Linked DNA regions of Mus musculus: region 2 is linked to region 1. The links are chromatin contacts, called in public Hi-C maps. All regions are on one chromosome and are shown on one strand. The core of a region is the stretch at or near the end of the contact, and the rest is flanking DNA. Distances in the headings are between cores, read along the strand shown. Region 1 has its middle 62 kb from the start of 1600027J07Rik. Region 2 has its middle 92 kb from the start of Gm39235.

What was found. A called contact is a pair of places that touch in the nucleus more often than the background predicts.
Region 2: a contact with region 1 is called in a Hi-C map of uterus, with 6 times the contacts expected there. The contact joins two enhancer-like sites. A contact is called at or near these places in 9 of 484 Hi-C or Micro-C datasets (cranial neural crest, embryonic fibroblasts, nephron progenitors and 1 more).

What each region holds. Positions count from the first base shown.
Region 1 is chr8:103,407,898-103,411,368 of GRCm38.p6, reverse strand. No RefSeq gene overlaps it. Among named protein-coding and RNA genes, the nearest start is that of 1600027J07Rik, 62 kb to the right of the region's middle. Within about 2 kb of position 1,633, at least 54 of the 459 cell types and tissues checked have an H3K27ac peak or open chromatin away from gene starts, as enhancers often do. A contact at or near this core is called in nephron progenitors and uterus, where this site is marked.
Region 2 is chr8:103,813,054-103,816,165 of GRCm38.p6, reverse strand. No RefSeq gene overlaps it. Among named protein-coding and RNA genes, the nearest start is that of Gm39235, 92 kb to the right of the region's middle. Within about 2 kb of position 1,400, at least 39 of the 459 cell types and tissues checked have an H3K27ac peak or open chromatin away from gene starts, as enhancers often do. A contact at or near this core is called in nephron progenitors and uterus, where this site is marked.

The DNA.
Region 1 (3,471 bases), core at 384-2,883:
TCTGTGTTGATATCTGTGGACAGAGTTATCACCAAAGGCCAAGCAGATGCCACCAGAAACCATGTGAATATCTGAAGGTGGTGCTGTCATGGGGGACATGCTCATCTGAGTGACCTGTACTGTCGCCCTAGGTCATAGGGACATCTGGGCTCATGTTGCTGCCGGGGACTATGTCTAGGTTTGTGACCCTACAGCAGTTGTGATCTATGTTGACGTCCCAGGCCTGTGTTACCACCAAAAGCCATGCAGATGTCCCTAGTCCAGACTGCTGCATGAGGCACCGTGCTGAGTTGGCTTTACCCCTTGCCTGGGTAGGATAATAGAGCTGCCCATGACAGCAGGGGAGCAGGTAAGCTAGCCTGAGAGTGTGAGTACTGGAGAGCTGGCCCTGCCCCTAGTCTGCCATCTTTCAGTGGCGTGGCTCGGGTGAGGGAGAGATGCCCTCCTTCCCACCATCCTTGTACAGCCTGTGCCAGGCAGGTGAGCTGGCACCAAAATCATGAGAGGATCAAAGCTGGCCTTGTGGCTCATGCATTCCAGCACTCAGTAGAGTGAGAACAGGCCCTGTACCCTCACCTCGGCAGCCCAGTAGAGCTGATCCTGGTGGTGGGGTTCAGGAAAGTAGTCCCTGTGGGCAAGAGTGCAGGAGAGTTGGCCTTGCCCCTGGTCTGCCATGGGATGGGGTGGGGTAGGTGAGGAAGAGATGCCCTCCTTCACAAAGCACACATGAGCTGGCCTTGAGGACATGAGAGCTGGAGAGTGGACTCTGCCCCTTGCCTTCTGTGGCACTGGGTGAGCTAGCCTGGGCAGCACTAGAGAAATTGTTCTGGTGGTAGTGGTACAGGAGAACTGGTGAGTTGGCAAATTCAGCTACCTCCCAGGCCCAGATCCAGAGCTTCAAGTTGACCCACCTCAACATCTACGCTATCTATGATCTGCTGGGATGGGGGAAAGGACTGGTCCTGCAGATCCAAAGCTGCAAGATCTTTATGACATAGGACATCAGCAGAGTATCTGAAAAGAGTCCCCATGAGGATAGAGTATTGATAGTGTAGCACAAGCTAGAGGCCTCTAAATAGATAGAAAAATGATTTATTGAAATGAACATTTGCAAATAAAGGTGTATGAACAAAAGGGTGTAGTGTGGGACATACTGTGACACACTGTAGCTTCCATGAGATTTTTCTTTGTATCTTATTTTGGGTGGGTACAAAGGAATGGGAAGATGAGTGAGATTGGGGTACATGATGTGAAATTTGCAAAAAAAAAATCATTAAAAATTAAAAAAAAAAAGAATAACACAAGGACAGCAAGAACCCAGACTCAAAAGTGGGAAAGGAGACTACACCAAGAGGGTAGTGGCAAAGAGGAGATGTGGACCAGTGACTGAAGAACAGAAGAAGCTCTATCAGCCAAAGGTCAATAGACTAGGAAAATCTCATCTCTTTGTATTAAGTCATGGCAGTCCCCCACCTATGCTAAGCTCTCATGAGGTTTAGCCATTAAATGCTGTGTGATTTTGAGATGGACGTGCATGTCTCTGGTTCTGTTTCTCACAGTTGTAGGTAGGGAAGGGGTTTGGACAGTTTGCAGTAATCTTTCCAGCATTAATATCTCTGTCTCTTATATGTGCCTTCTTTCTAGTTTCACCTGGAGTCTGCCCCTTCTTTGTTTTCCTAGCAAATATAAGCTGTCCTCCTGTTGACTTCTTCAATGCTGGCTTCATGACTACACCTTCACTGGCCCACAAGTCAACACCAGCCTTGACCAAAACATTCCATTCCAGGAGGAGAACTGAACGGATTGGAGGAAGAAGCAGAGATTAGAAACAACAGGCTTGCACATTCCGATTGTTCTTAACTTGATTTCAACTTTTGACCTGTAATGCTTTCCAGCTGTTTTGAACTCACACAGCCCATCTTGATTAGACTCACCCCCTAAGTGATGCAAACAGAGGAGACAGCTTCAGAGAGCCATCACCCCACCCAAATGAGTCTGGGGTTTGCAATTCTTGGATGGGTATGTGGATCTGGATCCCAGGCTTTGCATTCCCAGTACAGTCCTACAGGAGGGCTCAGGCAAGACAACCCCTCCAGCCCCTCCCCCCAAAAGATGACCTCTTTTACAGTCTGTTTTTACAGTGCAGAGTGGGAGCATCAGAATCCCTGCCCCTGTCAAAATAACATATCCCAGGTGGTGGGAGTTAACGGGAAGGCAGGCAGAGAGCTCTGCTTCCAAAGTACACATTGCCACAAATGAGAACCAACTGGAGTGAAGCTGGGCAGACGCAAAGGCAGAAAATTAAGCCCTGGGTTGGCTCTCTCTCTCTCCTTTACTCCCTTCCTTCCTTCTTTTCTTCCCCTCTCTCTCCTTTATTCCCTTCCTTCCTTCTTTTCTTCTTTACTTCCTTCCCTTCTTTCTCTTCCTTCTCTCCCTCCTCTGTCCTTCCATCCTACTTCCTTTCTTTCTTCTCTCCTTTTTTCCTTTTCTTCCTTCTTTTCCCTTCTTCCTTCCTCGCTCCTTCCCTCCCTCCCTTCCTCCTTCATTTCTTTCCTCTCTTGTGCTCTCTTCTTTTCCTCTATCTCCCTCTTTCCCTCCATCTTTCCTTCCTTTCTTTAATAGAAAATGCTACACCACACATGGTTTTTAAAAGACGACTTTCCTTACATGGGGAAAATGAACAACTGCAAGGAAGCTGCTCTCCCCAGGCTTGGGGGTGGGTCCTACATAGTGACATGCAATGTGACCTTCCATCCATCCAACAGGCCTGGGGGCCAGATGTCTGTGACTACACAAGTCAGAAGCTGAGCTAGAAGTACCTAAGCTTCGCAGAGTTTATCATTGCACTGGAGTAAACAGCCAACTCTATTTCTCCTTTTTATCACCGTGCCTTCAGGGAATCCTTTTGTGTTCAGTTTCTGTCCTAAGTGATCATGCTTTAGCTAGATTCCTTAGGAGAGACAATCCAGAGACTCAGAAATGTCATCAGAAGTTGGTTTTCCAAAGACGTTTTTCAGGGGGAATTAGAAGTTGCCACAGGCCTTAGATAGGAGACAGTAACCATCATGTGTGAAGCCAAGTGAAACACAGTATGGCGTTGGGGACATCATCCATCCATCCATCCATCCATCCATCCGGTGCATTCCTATGGTATGGTTAGGCCATTTATTTATTTATTTATTTATTTTCCATTTGGATGTGCCTCATCTTGTCAGCTCATTTTTGCTCATTAATGCAGAGAAATTCATCCTGTGGTTAAGTCTGAAAAAAAAAAAAAGTTCAACGGCTTTGCTGGGAAAACGTTAAGTAGGAAAATTAAATTAAAAAAAAAAAAACAACAACAACAGTAATTTTAAGAGAGGAGAAAATAAACCAGCAGTTTAAATTTTTTCAGCCATTTTGGGGCCAGGGCATTGGACAGCTATGGAATTTCAGGTTCTAACTCATTTCTTCATCTTGAGACTCTCGCCA
Region 2 (3,112 bases), core at 151-2,650, 410 kb before region 1:
CAAGTCAAGCAACAGGAAGACGCCCACTGGAGCTTTTGAAAACTGAGGCTACGGTGCAGGCATGTTCAGAAGCCATGCTTATCCCCGTAGTTCCGTGAGGTGCACAAAGCAGTATGGTTATCTCTACCAAGATTTGCAGTCTCCACCTTTTCCTGGGTCCCCTCTCATGGCAAATAGCTGCTTCAGTTGCCACCACTAAAGCATTTTGTTACTTGTAAGTTCAGGTTTTATGATTCTAACTAAAATTTCAGACTTCCTCTGGAGACCCTGGCATCTCAGAGTACCTGGGGGACCTGAGAACTGGTTGACAAATGACTGAAAAAGTCAGAGGAATGCAGAGCCTCAGTGGGAAACGGAAGGATGCTCCTGAAAGAGGTAGAAAAAGCAGAGACTATTTAAGTTCTAAACACAGTGAGCCACTTCCCTCTCCACCTCATTCCTCTATCCTCCTTCTCTCACCCTCCCTTTTCCTGTTTTCCTTCCATCCTTTTTTCCTTCTTTTATTTCTGGCCAATAGGAGGAGCCCAGGCCAGGAGATAGGCGTCCTAATAAGCTATGCTTCCAGCTTAGCATTATGTTGCACCCTCAGGTTGCAGCAGGAAATGACACATGGTCCCTTTGCATGACATGATATTCTGAAGCTCTCTGTCCAGTTTGAGTGGGAAGGGTGTGTTCAGCAGCCAATAACTGTGCACATAGGAGTCACTGTGCACATAGGAGTCACTGTGCAGACACCCTGCTTTACATCCAATAGCTACAAAAGAAGCCCCTGGGCTAAGAACTGTAAGATCCACTGTGCAGAGAAGCAAAGGGGTCACAGAGGGGTACAGAGCAAAGGTCCTGGGTCAGCAATAAGGTATGTGAACTCAGGGCCAGGAGACAGCAGAGTGGGTGGGACCGAGTAAGTTGGAAGACACCGGTGCTGAGAATGGGGTCTAGGTTAGGAAGGCAGCGAGTGGTGCTGTGGTAGAGCAAGTGGTGAAAGATTTGCTCAGACACTCATGTACACCTATGGAATCCTAAGTAGATGCTCGTGAATGACCTAAGAAGGCACTGTCTCCCTGAGTGGAGAAAGAACTTAAGGGACAGAGGAGACATGTGTTGGAGGATGCCCCTAAGGTCACAGAAGCTGAGTGGGAGAAGGGCGAGAATGGGAAGAGGAAGAGAGGAAAGAAGACTGGTTGGGAGCTCCAAGTCCTGGATTCCGCTGTTGGCCAATGCAGGGATCTGGTCCTCAGTTTCCCCATCTATCAAAAGGAACTATTCTCAAACACTCTCTCTGTTCTGAGAGCCCTGGAAGGTCTGTGTGCTCCAGGATCTTCAAGCTCTTCCGAGGTCTGTGCCTGTTTGCTTTGCCCATTACAGTGGAGAAACCCTCACTGAAAAAGAATTTATAAATACACTCTGCTTTTTGACTTGGAGACATTTTTATTTTTTTTCCAACTTTCCAAAGTTCTGTTAATAGTTTAAGTGTGTGACTATCTTCCATCCTTGCTTCTTGGTGGGAGGTGGTGGGTGAGGGTGTTACGTTATTAATAAAATAGGAATACATTAGAGTATTTATTTTCATGTAACTTATGCAGGAAACATGATCTTTTGTGAAGCTTTTTTTGGGGGTGGGGCCTCAAACCTCTGGAAGCTCTAGATAAAGCTGAGGTCTTAGTTTGCAACAAAGCTCTTGACCCCTTGTGGTTTTTGGTTCTGTTTACTCTTGGCAAATATTTCGGGTTCAAAGGGAGATGCCTTAAAAGCTGTACTGGAAAAGTCTATAAAATCTGAACGCATCTTTGACATCAAAAAGCTCTTTCAAAGCCGCGGTTTGGTGGAGTAAATAGGAATGCCTCACAAACCATATGGGATGCATTTTCCATAACTGCTCTGCACTTGAATAACAAAGGAGAAAAGTTCTTGGCAAAGGGAGTCTGGGATTTTAATGACCCTTAAATATTTGGCTTCCTAGCCAGATGTGTTTTACCAGGCTGAAAACCCCGGTGGATAGACCCTGCCTCTCTCTCTGGCAAAACATAAGCTAACAGGGTGCCGCTGTTTGTGAAAAGATGTTTGCGCTTCATTGCAGAAAGCTTAATTCACCATGATTTCCTTAATTATCTACCCCTCCTCCAAACTGGCAGAACTCCCAGCATGCCTCAGAGCATCCATTCCGTTCCGTTCTGATCTGAGACTACAAGCTATTTGCGAGGAAGCCACAGAAACATCCCTACTTATTTGAAGTTGGGACCAAAGAGTTGAGACACAGATTGGGTTGGTTCTCCTTGAAGGACGTGGAGCAGGGTGGGTAGCTCAGACTCGTCTTGAGCGGCTATTCTTACCCTGACTGGAGGAGCTAAGGCAGTTCCTGCATGCTTTAAGATAAAACACGACAACACCCAGCCTGGGCTCTTCCCATCAAGTTTAGTTTCTGATTAGGAAGGAGCTCACCTGTTCTATAGATGAGTACTATAGACTATGAGTACATAGTACTCCGAGGGAGTACTAAGACTCCCTCAGAGTCATTTGGGAAGTCCATGCCTGGCTGCTTCGGGTGCCTTCCTGTTATTCGATACATTTGTGCTTGGGTGTATTAGTGGCTTTATCTCCTTCTGTGACAGAATACTTGACGAAACCAACTTAAAGGAGGAGCAACTTAGTTGGGTCTGCAGTCCTAGGTGAGAAAGTCAAGATGGCAGGAGCTTGTGGCAGCTCCCTGCATTGTATCCCCAGTCAGGGAGCAGAGAGTACTGAATGCTGTTGCTTAGTCGCCTTTGCCCCAGCCCCCTCCCACCCCTGCTTTTTAGGAGATCCCAGCTCATGGAATGGGGCTTCTCATTTAACCAGCCTAGAAACTTCTCCACAGACACACTTAGATATTTAGTTCTAGCTGGCAGTCAAGATTAACAGTTGATGGTCAGTGGTCCTCATCTCTACAGCAACCCAGAACTACTGTGCCTCTCATGTACTGACAGGTAGGTTGCTATCCCCGCAAAAGCTTCCCCGATAAGAGATAGACAGCTGCCGTTTCAGAAGGGGTGGAACCACAACCCAAAGACCAGGAAGCTGATGTCCAGTAGATATCAGAACCAAGACTAGGACCTACCCAAGTCATCAACAGTGT